Linked DNA regions of Hordeum vulgare: region 2 is linked to region 1. The links are chromatin contacts, called in public Hi-C maps. All regions are on one chromosome and are shown on one strand. The core of a region is the stretch at or near the end of the contact, and the rest is flanking DNA. Distances in the headings are between cores, read along the strand shown.

Region 1 (5,546 bases), core at 659-3,158:
TATATTCATGTAATCCTAGTCCATTCTAGCGCTCCAACAGTTACAGTCTAACTGTATCATTGATTCACTGTTGAACTGGCTGTATTTAGTTAGTTGTCACAATTGGTAAGTAAGGTTTATTGTGTTAGTCTCACAGAGCCAATGAGCCATTAGAACTTTTATAAACAACTAAGAAATTCATCCAGGGACCATAGGGTTGCTTCCATGAGCTTTAGTTATTCTGAATCCTTAATGACCCAGAGATAGACCAGTAAATATGAATGTTAGTGTGACACAATAGTCTGTACTGCTAATTTGAAAATATTGACCATGCATGAAAACATTTTAGTATTTATGTTACGCCCAACAGTATGTCAGTAACAGCTGACTGGTCAGGCATCAACAGTAAAAAGACTTACTTAGCTTTCGGCTGTTCGCTCCTGTCACTAACTTTAGCTTCTGTGGCGGAACATAGAGAATGATTACCCTGAAAAGAGTTCAATTTGTTATTTCATCTTTGAACTAAGTTATTCCAGTTTCTTTACATCATATTTTTCATTTTAAATAAATTAAAAAAGTTAAGCAGATACGAGATCTGTACATCTGCACATCGTATGTAAACTATATAATGTCAACATTTTTAATGATTAAGAGTTCTCCAGGTTAACAGTACAGTTAGGATTGCTTGATGAACTTCCCTGCAACAAAAAAAATGCTTGAAGGCCTAGCAAATCGACAACTCCAGCAACCATGGATACTCCTTTGTATAAGTTGGCAGTAAAGGTAGACAAGTTAACAATGCAACTTTTGAGAGAGAGAGAGAGAGCTGACCACATAGTTCATACAAGCTCTAATTGGTTCTTCCTGATTCCTTGAATTTACTGACTTTTGACCTGATAATGTCAGAATAATTCAGTGGACATAGAGAAATGGAAGATGATCACAACAAACCGACAAGCATGCCAGTTTAAAGAATGTATTCTCTTAAAAATTTACTGAAGGCACTAGTCAAAAATATCAGAGGGATCAAGGGTATTTAAGTCATGAAGGGATGACTTGGCCAGAAGAACTTCCGGAAAAAAATCCCAATGAACTTAGATACCAGGGTGTACCACAACCTTACTATTGTACGGTGCACTGGAGTTATCAGACATTAGAGGCACATATCAAGAATAACTAAACATACATTTCTTCCAAAATGTGGATCTAAACATAAAAGAGGAATAGCATGAATAGTATGGGTCACCTTAAAAAAACACAAAACAAACATTACATTGTTATTCCAACGTTTAAGCTATGGAAATGTGAGCATGACTAGTGCCTCCTTGCCAACCACCAGATGTAGGATTAGCTCTGCGTGACCACAACCAACAGGTGCATCCCCTCGATGCAGCTGCTTCTGCTGCTTCATCAAAGCACCCTCACATTTGCTCCCGGATGTCGATCAACTCATCATCAGCCTGCCCATATCCACAAACTCGAACCTATGCACGCCATTGCATCCGAATGGCCTGGAATTAACACCCGGGGCCGTAGCACGCTGAGCCGAGCACAAATTTGACAGGGCACCCCGCCCCAGGTGACCACCAGGGAAACCAACGGGGTACTTCTGAGTAACTCGGTAATCAGAATCACGCACTCGCGGCCCCCCTAATCCTAACCGAGACATCCTCCAAATAAAACAGCACCGCAGCAGAGGTGAATGAAATCGCGGAGTCGAGGGGCGACGGTGGAGTGGGGAGGAGAGCTCACCTAGCCTCGCCCGGCTCAGGGCGTGGGCGCCGAGGCGGGAGATCCTCGACAACATCCTCGCCGGCGGGACAGAGCCGACACGGACGCAGCGGCGGCAGCAGATTCGGGGCGCGGGTTTGGGAGGATCAGCGGAGGAGGAAGAGGAGTTCCGCTTCGCTTGGGGAGGAAGTAGGGAGCGCGGGCCGAGCAACTGGGCCGGGAGGGTAGCCCAACTATGGAGACGGTCGCGAATCTTTTTAGTTGGGCCATTTCTCCAGCTTGTCGATAAAGCCACGCTACGCTGGAATCTTCTGAAACTGATCCTCAAAATACGGCAGCGATCTGATTTCAGGGAAATATGATGACAAAAAGCACACGGAAAAAGGAATAAAAATGGAGACGCGGGGAATCGAACCCCGTGCCTCTCGCATGCGAAGCGAGCGCTCTACCATATGAGCTACGTCCCCAAGATGCCATATGGGAGATCTGAAACGTAATATTCATTTCGACCAAGAGCTGAAAGGTTAGGTTCCATCTTCAAATGAGCAACAACTGATAACTTGTGCGGAAAAAGAGCGTGTGGTAAGACGAAAATGTATGTAGACTCCTAGTGAAATATCTTAAAAAGACTTATATTTAGAAACGGAGGGAGTAGTTCGCAGAGTGATACTTCCTGCATGGAGCATTTCCCTTTCCCTCATGCGGACGGGAGAAACGTCCGACCAGCAGCTGCTCCCCAAGCTTCTATACCAACGCCGTACGTGGCAGCGTCGCGTGATCAACTGTTACGGTTCGATCGATGGAGCCTTGGTCCTAAAGCAAAGCACCATCACTCCATCAGCAGCGCTGGTCCATTCCCATCTGTGGCTAAGTTAATCTCACTGCGGACAGGTCGCCCGATTCCCTCACATGCAGGCAGCAGGGGAGCAGCGGTGGGAAGGCGAGGCGCTGCCGGGCCCCGGAGGGTGGGGTGGCCAACCCCGGGCGGACACGGCGTGACCCTCCGGGCAGGAGACAGGTTCCAGAAACGCCCATGGGTAGCGTGGCGTGGCGCGCGGCTGAGCCATCCGCGCAGCACACGATGGCCGTGCACTGCTCCCTCCAAGGGACAGCGCAGCAGATCAGCTCATCAACATCAGCCCAACCCCCGCCGCAGCAACATTGGTTGTGGACGGAAATGGTACCGTTGCCACGGGACGGTGCGGCAAGTCATCATGGCACGCCGCGCGGAGCCGTGCCAGCGACCCCAAATATATATGATATGGCTCCCCAAATCTCGTGGAGTTCCTCCTGAATTTTCATCCAGGTTAAGGCACTGTTCGGCAATGCTCCGCTCCGCGGAGCTTGGACCAGCTCTAAAACTTTTAACTGGACTCCACTCTGTTCCGGCGCGGAGTCGTGGAGCGGAGGGAATCGGAACGCCGGCTAAGCAACGAAAGATGGTAAATATCCCGGTCCTGACGAAGAGTGGTGCCATGTCGTCGACATCGATCACCACACAAATTGATGGCCAGTCAAGCATCAACAGCCCCATCCGTTTGACCCTGTAGTACAAAGGAAGACGGCGACCCTGGAAAATTCAGACAGTGTCCCGGGGGTCTGACTGACACCAGGAATCCGACGAAGCAAATTATTGGTGCCGTTTCTGAACCAGCCCTAAGCACTGAATATTCACTATTTTCTCTCTCTCTCTCAAAGAAAAACTAGAGATTCACTTCGGTTTTAAAAAGACCATGCTGCTAAACTAGGCCTTAGCCATGCGTTACCCTCGTCAAGCTCCGTCATGATCTTCATTGAAAATCTTAACCAAAGCCCTCAACGACCCATCGATAAATATCCTAGCTCTCGTCGGCATATCATATGAGGTGCGCCGTGCTGTGCCGTGCCATCAGTATCACGAGCAAGTACACCCGCCGATCTGTCAAACATCAAGAGGCCCATCCTTTTGACCCTAACCGTACAAAGAAGACTGAGCACAGTGAATCAGATAACCTTCACATCGGCCTGACACCACACTCGAATCAAGTCGAGCAAATTATTGGTGCCATTTCTTCAACTAGCCCAACCAACGGGATGCCTGACACTGACAATAATCAAAAGGAGTGGAGGTTCACTTAGCCATGCATTATTGCAGACATATTTTACACTGCATGCATCAGCACATGCTGCCCGCGGGCCTTGTACAGACTACAGAACAGCAGGGGGAGAGCCTGACGGCCAGAGCTCAGCATCCCCTCTTCATCTACATCTACCACTGGTAGGATTTACACACGCTTCACATCTCGGTCTCATTCGCCTCAGGTGGTTGCACGTCGCCGGTTGCCTACTACGAACTCTTCTCCTTCAGCTATCTACGCGGTGGCACACATCCTTGGCTACGAAAACTAGCACCAGCTCACGTGGAGTGGATGATGTTTAGTTTACAACGGAAGTAGTAGTACATAACTGATAGCATATACTACTGGGACAGGGTTCCATCTTCCGGTCATACGTAGTTTGCGGCTACTCTCGTTGTGCTCCTGCAGTTCTCCTCCGTCTTGTGGATCTGCTTCTTCTTTTTTCACGGTTAGCGGTCCAGCGAACTGATCACCACCCTGCCAGACACACGGTTGGGAAGAATCAGATTTGTGGCTACCAGAGACCAGTGTCATGTTGGTTGGATCTGCTAGTTTCATCATGCGACGCGCTCAAAAACAATAGGGGATATTCGGTTTGAAGCCAACGCACCAGTCGTAGACGGTGGGGCTCCTGGGGGTGCCGGGGCTGGCGTCCGCCCCGTCGGCGGCCATCCTGCCTTTGCGGCGCAGCTTGCTCCAGCCCTCTCCCCTGGGTGTCGTTGCTGCAACCACAAGCAAGCATGTCAGCCACATCACGCCGGCCACGTCGTACGAGATAAAAATAGGAGGCAAAGGTGTTATTGTGCATAAGGAGGTACCTGTGCCGAAGGGGGAGTCGGGGACGCTGGCCGGGGACGAGGGCGCGGAGCCGGAGCCGGACTCGCTGCGCGGGGACGTCACGGACAGGGCCGGCGGGCGGAGGATGGTGATGCTCCGCGTCACGGCCGGCGCCGCAAGGTCGGCCGACGGCGCGGCGGTCGTGCCGGCCGCCGCGGAGGACGGGGAGAAGGAGGCGTACTTGCGGAGCCTGCCGAGGCCGTGGTCCGGCCGCGGCCCGGCCACCGTGTCGTCCCACAGCTGGTCCAGAAGCCCCATGGAACAGGATCCGGGAACCTGCGCGCAGTCGCAGTTACGTGGTTAGATAGATCAGGAGCTGAGTTTACATACACGATCATCATCTCCTCTTCCTCTAAATTTGTTCTTGCCTCGCGTGTTCTTGGCCGAGAGGGAGGAAGAGAGGAGAGGGGATGGAGATGATTATTACCTTTGGTGTCGAGGGGTGTGTGTGGCGCAGGCGCAGGCGCAGTGTATCCTCCTTCCTTCTTTCCTTCTTTGTTGGAGGGAGGGAGCGGGTGGAGTTTTATAGATGGATGAGGCCGAAGGGTGGGGAGGGGACGTAGGCGAGATATTTGGAGGGCATACGCAACTTTGGATTGCCCATCTTTCTGTTTCCGGGCTCGATCGGCTCGGCTCGGCTCGGCTCCTGCGGTCCAGCGTAGCCGGCGCAGTTTTTTAGCCATCAGGAATTAGGAAACGGATAGGGTGGAACTGGATAAAATGGGGTTGTTTTCAGGATCTTCATCGGTAATTGCGGATGATGAGTCAAACAAGCCGGATAGGGTCGTTATTATCGGATAAAAACAGTCTGGGATGCGGATTCCCGCTGATATCGGAGTGCTGAGTCGGCTCAGCCTGCAAAATGGATCATGAGAAGCCGAG
Region 2 (5,876 bases), core at 1,302-3,801, 640 kb after region 1:
GAAAAGAAGTAATGTGCGCAACATCGATTAGACCTGGGTGAACGAAAAACACGTACGTTACCGGGCCGGCCCATATGCCTCGTTGCCGAGGGCCCTGAGGGCGAGACGGATCCATAGAAGGAATCGTTCCTTGACTTAAATTTGAGAGCAACTAGTTAGCGAGCAGTCATTCGAAAGTCTGCCAGCAAGAACTCCCACGCACCATCACTTGACACGTTTTTAGCCACCGTCACGTGTCGTGCTCTGAAAGTTTTCTCAGAATTTTATTTTTTTATTTTTTTGCACCTGTTTTTGGCTTTTTAGATTATTTTTTTTGTGTTTCGGTTTTTCACCGGCCTTTTGTAGTTCCTAGACGATTTTTTCATTCATTTTGGCTTGAAAAACATGTTTTTTATTTTATTTTTCATGAAAGACATGACTTTTCCTTCGCGAGACGAACATCGGTGTCTCTCGAAAACGAAAAAACATATTTTCTATTTATTTTTCTAAGATGTTTTCGCGTTTGACTGCTCTTTATTGTACTATATAATAATAGCATAAACAGTTTTTTTGAAATTGTAGATATACTTGAAGTAGTCTCGTTCACTGCACGTAACTAGTTTGGTCCTTATTTTCTTTTTTATCTGTTTTAATAAAAAATATATGCCTTTTTCACCAGTTTTCCTCCTTTTCTATACACATTTGATATTTTGCAAATTCTTGATTCATATTTTTTGAATAGAATACTAATATTTTTTTAATATGTGGTTAATATTTTCTATATACACATATTAATATTTTTATAATGCTTAATTAAGTTTTTTCAAATACTTTGATTATGATTGACTTTTTCGCACACATTGTATATTCTTTGTATACATTTTTTCATATATCTATATGAGTATAACAATTTTCAAATTCCTGGTTAACGTTTATTCAGATGTTTTATGTATTGTTTTGTAATATATTTATATATAATATTTAGAAGTATATAATCTAAAGTCAAGGGAGAAAAAAACGTTCATTAAAACCTAGGCTTTGGCCCCCGCGCTTCTGGGCCGGGCCATCTCTCGCTCTCCTTGACGCGAGGCTTCCCTGCATCTCGCTGTAGAGATGTGTCAAAAAATATTCTTGATGTAACCAAAAATCCTGTAGAGATGTGTCAAAAAAATTGTAGAGAAAAAATGAAAAAAGGAAAACAACAAAACAAGAGAAAATCTAGTGCATACAAGAAAAAGGAAAAATTAAAATTAAAAAAACCTGAGAAGAAACTAGGAAGAAAAGAATTGTAGAAACAGAAAGAAAAGTTAAAGTCAGTGAACGCAGAGAATGAAACAAAGGAAACTGATGAAAAATAAGGAAAAAAATGAAACATGAGTAAACCAAACAATTGGCATAGAAAACCAGAGAAAAACAAAACATTCTGAAGAAAAAAAAGGAATGTGCGCAGCATCGATTAGACCTGGGTGAACGAAAAACACGTAAGTTACCAGGCCTTCCCATATGCCTTGTTGCTGAGGGCCCTGAGGGCGAGACGGATCCACAGAAGGAATCGTTCCTTGACTTAAATTTTTGAGAGCAACTAGTCAGCGAATAGTCCTTCGAGACCCTGCCAGCAAGAACTCCCATGCGTCATCACTTGGCTCGTTTTAAGCCACCGTCATGTGTCGTGCTTTGAGCGTTTTTCTTTCAGATTTCGTTTTTTTTTTACACCTGTTTTTGGCTTTTTAGATTGTTTTGTGTTTCGGTTTTTCATCGGTCTTTTTTAGTTTCTCGACGATTTTTTTAATTTCTTCTTGCATGGAAAACGTGTTTGCTATTTTTTTTTTCATGAAAGACATAATTTTGCCTTCGCGAGACGAACATCGGTGCCTCCCGAAAACGAAAAAAATGTGTTTTCTTTTTTCTTTTTGAGAGGCACGATTTTGCTTTTCTGAGAGGCATGATTTTATTTTCGTGTTTGACTGCTCTTTACCGTATTATTACATAATAGTATGAACAATTTTTTGAAATTGTATATATACTTGAAATAGTATCGTTCAGTGCTCGTAACTAGTTTGGTCCTTGTTTTCTTTTTTTTATCCTTTTTTAATAAAATTTGTATGCCTTTTCCACCAGTTTTCCTCCTTTTCTATACACATTTAATTTTTGCAAATTCATGATTCATATTTTTTGAATAGAAGATTAATATTTTTTAATACGTGTTTTATATTTTTTCTATACATATTTAATATTTTATAATGCTTAATTAAGTTTTTCAAATACTTTGATTATGATTGACTTTTTTCACACACATTGTATATTCTTTGTATACATTTTTCATATATATATATATATATATATATATTAGTATAACAATTTTCAAATTCTTGGTAACGTTTATTCATATGTTTTGTGTACTTTTTTGTAATATATTTATTTAGAATATTTAGAAGTATATAATCTAAAGTCAAGAGAGAAAAAAACGTTCAATAAAACCTAGGCTGTGGCCCCCCGCGCTTCTGGGCCGGGCCATCTCTCGCTCTCCTTAACGCGAGGCTTCCCTGCATCTCGCTGTAAGCGAGACATAGGGGCGCACCGAGACGGGTGCCAAGCTTCCGTCACGGGCGGACGGGCCATCGCACCCGCGCGCGCCCACGGGTGGCAAACATTTCCCAGCCGCCGCCACGGCCACTGCCTCCCATCCACATCCGCCGCCGCGGTTCCTACCCAGCCGCCGATCTCCGCGCTGGAACCTCGCCGGAGTACCTCCACGCCGTCGCTCTCAAGATCCATCACCTACCTACCCAATACCCCATCGCGCGCCAACTCCGGCAGCTCCAAGCCACCCCGCGCGCTCCTCCTCCCGCTGCTCCACTGCTCCACTGCTAGCCTAATGCGTCGGCGCCTGGCTCGCCGCCTCCGCCCCTAGCACGCCCAAGCCGCACCAAGCTCACGGAGAGGCGCCGCCGCATCACCATGCACCTCTCCCGGCCGCCATGTTCCTCCGTGTTCACGCTCCTTGCCTCTGCACTGCCTCCGTGAGAATCATCCAGCACCGCCCCCCTTTGGCCGTCTTCTGCGTCGTCGGTGCTGGCCCCTCCGGCTTCCGGCACCAACGGCGGACGCCCCCTTCCTTCCCGCGTCATCCCGCCCATTGGTGACCCGCGGAACCACCGAACCCAGTGCCTATGCCCCAGAATCTCCCGGGAGGCAACGCAAAAAAAAAAGGACCTTTCTTTTATTTGCTGTGATTTCCTGCTCTATACATGTTCGTTGAATGCCTACAAGCACTGCCATTACCTTGATCTGGCATAGGAACAGGATAGCTCAAATAATATGTTTGCAGGTACACGATATGTGAATGGCGTGATCACAGACTATGATAGTTTGCTGGCCTTGTTGAGTTAGAAAGTTTGTTTAAGATTTCGAGTAGGCTGATCGCGATGGAGCACGTCGAGCTGAGATGAGCGTGTTGTTAACACCTATCAGTTCATTTTTCTAACCGCAAATTCTCAATAAGAAATAATCTGCTAGGCAACATTTTTGCAGCCTTTTTGGCAAGTATACAACTTCATGGCAGCTGATTTGGCAAGACATACTCATTTGCAGAAATCTTAGTACACGGAGTAACCAACTTCCTAGCAATTGATTTGGTGAACATACCCAATTGCAGAAATCTTAGTGCGACCTTGTGTGCACTTGTGGCCCCAATACGAACAAAAAACACCTTCATGATCGAGCTTGCCGATCTGATCAACTTGCCTGATTTCTAATCACTTAAGGATCGCATGCATGGCCTTTAATCCATGGGTGCTGAGCATGCGTCTGGGGTGATGCTCTTATGAAATAAACTTGCGAGATCATATGGAGAAGGAAATGGGGTATGGGAGAAGACGACGGGGTGATGGGTTGGTTCGATCTCATTTACCTTGTTCTACAGTAATCTCATTTACTTTTCGATGGAAGAGAGCAATATTGAGCGGATGTCTCATGGGACTTGTACAAATAGATGTGATTCGTTTGGCAATATTAGATACAATTGTGATGATCTAACTAGAATTACTATGTAAGTCTAATTATGAATATACATTGGTTGTGCCTGATTATTACTATAAGATCAATGGCTGGATGTTTCCTTTTTTGAGCATTTATAGCAGTCCCTCTATTTTTCTGCAGTATTGTGCTTTTCGGTATATAAAAGATTTGCGTGGAAACATGAACCAGTAGTAGTAGTAGCAGCAGCAGCAGTATACTATTGATTAGAAGGTTCATATATGCTAAAAAATGCTTACGTTTGAACATTGATACCTAGCAGATGACAGAGACTGCAGCTGAGAATGTTATCATGGCGAAGAAGATGAAAGAAATGATAGCAAAACTTAGCAAGATGAAGCAGGATGATTTTTTCAAGCAAGTCAAGCAGGAATCGTCTGATGTGTCCAGTTTGATGACCATCGATGAAGACAACGATTCAGAAGCTGAAACAAGGACAGAGGCTCAAGAAGTTGAAGAACATATAGTAGGAAGGATTGAGGATAAGAGAAGGATAATGGCTACGCTACCTGCCAGCGGCACCATCATCCTTCCCCTCGTTGGAGTTGGAGGCATAGGCAAGACAAAATTGGCACGTGAAGTCTTCAATGATAGCCAGTTCAAAGGGTACAACTTCCGTGCATGGTTGGATGTCTCGGAAAAATTTGACTTGCTTGAAATAGGGAAGTCACTGCTTTTTCTAGCTTCAGGAGAAGAGGGGTTTGGCCCTGATTCAGATAGGAAGAAGTATATAACGGAGCGTCTTCATGGCCTGTATAATGGTATGAAGGTACTAGTTGTGTTAGATGGCGTGGGGGAGGCGCCGGGGGACTCCAGTGAGTGGAGGAACTTCAAGCACATGCTACGTGTGGGCGGGAAGGGCAGTAAGGTGGTCGTGATAGTGACGACATGCAGCCAAACCATCGCCAAGAAAATCTGTACTGTCAAACCACACATGCTGAACCCCCTGACTGATGATACTTGCTGGACAATAGTCAAGCAAACAAGTGGATTTAACGATCAATCCGATAAAGAAGAGTTGGAGCATATCGGACGGCAGATTGCAAGCAAGTGCAAGGGTCTACCATTGGCAGCTAAAAAACTTGGGCGCTTGCTACAGTCGAAAGATGCTAGAAGATGGTCCGCGGTGATGGATAGTGCTGCCTGGAACGATGATGTACGAACTTGACTAACACCCAGCACCCTATTATTTTATGGATCTCGAGCATAAAGTTTGATTTTTTTTTTATTGAAATATGTTGCAGGTGACAGAGAAACCCGGTTGTCTTGGTTTTCTTCGCAAGAAGAATCCCATGGCCAACGGGGTGGAGACGATGGAGGCAAAACTGGAGATGATAAAGGATGAGTTGGACAGGCACGGTTCCGATGACTCTAATCAAGAAGATATTATTTGGGCGATTTCTTCCATCCTCGAGCAAGACATGGATGTAACAGAAACAACACCAAAGGTTGAAGATCCAAGGATTTTAGGAAGGGGTGAGGATAAAGAAAGTATCCTGGCTGAGCTCTCTGCGAGCAATATCAGAGAAGGGCTTGTCATCCTTCCCATCGTTGGACTCGGAGGCATAGGAAAGACGGCCTTGGCACAAATTGTTTTCAATGATACCCAATTCAAAGAATATAATTTTCATGCCTGGGTCCATGTCTCACCGAAATTTGACTTGCTTGATATAGGCCGGTCATTGGTTTCTCTAGCCATGGGAGAAGAGCCCCATGATTCACATGGCATCGAGTATGTATCGAAGCGCATTCAACACCTGTATAATGGTATGAAGGTACTCATTGTTTTGGATGACCTGTGGGAGGAGGATTCTGATAAGCTGGAGCGCTTGAAGAGCATGTTTAATCCAGATGGGAAGACC

Evidence for each region. Hi-C and Micro-C count contacts between places; a contact is called where the count stands out from the background.
Region 2: a Hi-C map of leaf shows a contact between it and region 1, with 4 times the contacts expected there. The contact joins the enhancer-like site here to the promoter of LOC123398016 in region 1. A contact is called at or near these places in 3 of 6 Hi-C or Micro-C datasets (leaf and seedling) and 1 of 1 datasets of contacts at active chromatin or transcription factors (embryo).

Annotation. Positions count from the first base shown.
Region 1 is chr5H:433,553,391-433,558,936 of MorexV3_pseudomolecules_assembly, forward strand. LOC123398016 (2Fe-2S ferredoxin-like) reads right to left here and starts at 1,909. Exons shown (of 7, transcript XM_045092526.1): 1 at 1,732-1,909; 2 at 811-872; 3 at 399-466. The coding sequence starts at 1,786. It overlaps TRNAA-CGC (a tRNA gene), which reads right to left and starts at 2,177; the gene lies at 2,105-2,177. LOC123397568 (dormancy-associated protein homolog 3-like) reads right to left here and starts at 5,202. Exons shown (of 4, transcript XM_045092101.1): 1 at 5,092-5,202; 2 at 4,646-4,940; 3 at 4,438-4,549; 4 at 3,801-4,304. The coding sequence starts at 4,922. The coding sequence ends at 4,277.
Region 2 is chr5H:434,191,295-434,197,170 of MorexV3_pseudomolecules_assembly, forward strand. LOC123397598 (putative disease resistance protein RGA1) reads left to right here. Exons shown (of 5, transcript XM_045092134.1): 2 at 4,277-5,170; 3 at 5,259-5,876. Among protein-coding and RNA genes, the nearest start is that of LOC123397598, 8.4 kb to the left of the region's middle. Within about 2 kb of position 2,552, at least 3 of the 3 cell types and tissues checked have open chromatin away from gene starts, as enhancers often do. A contact at or near this core is called in leaf and seedling, where this site is marked.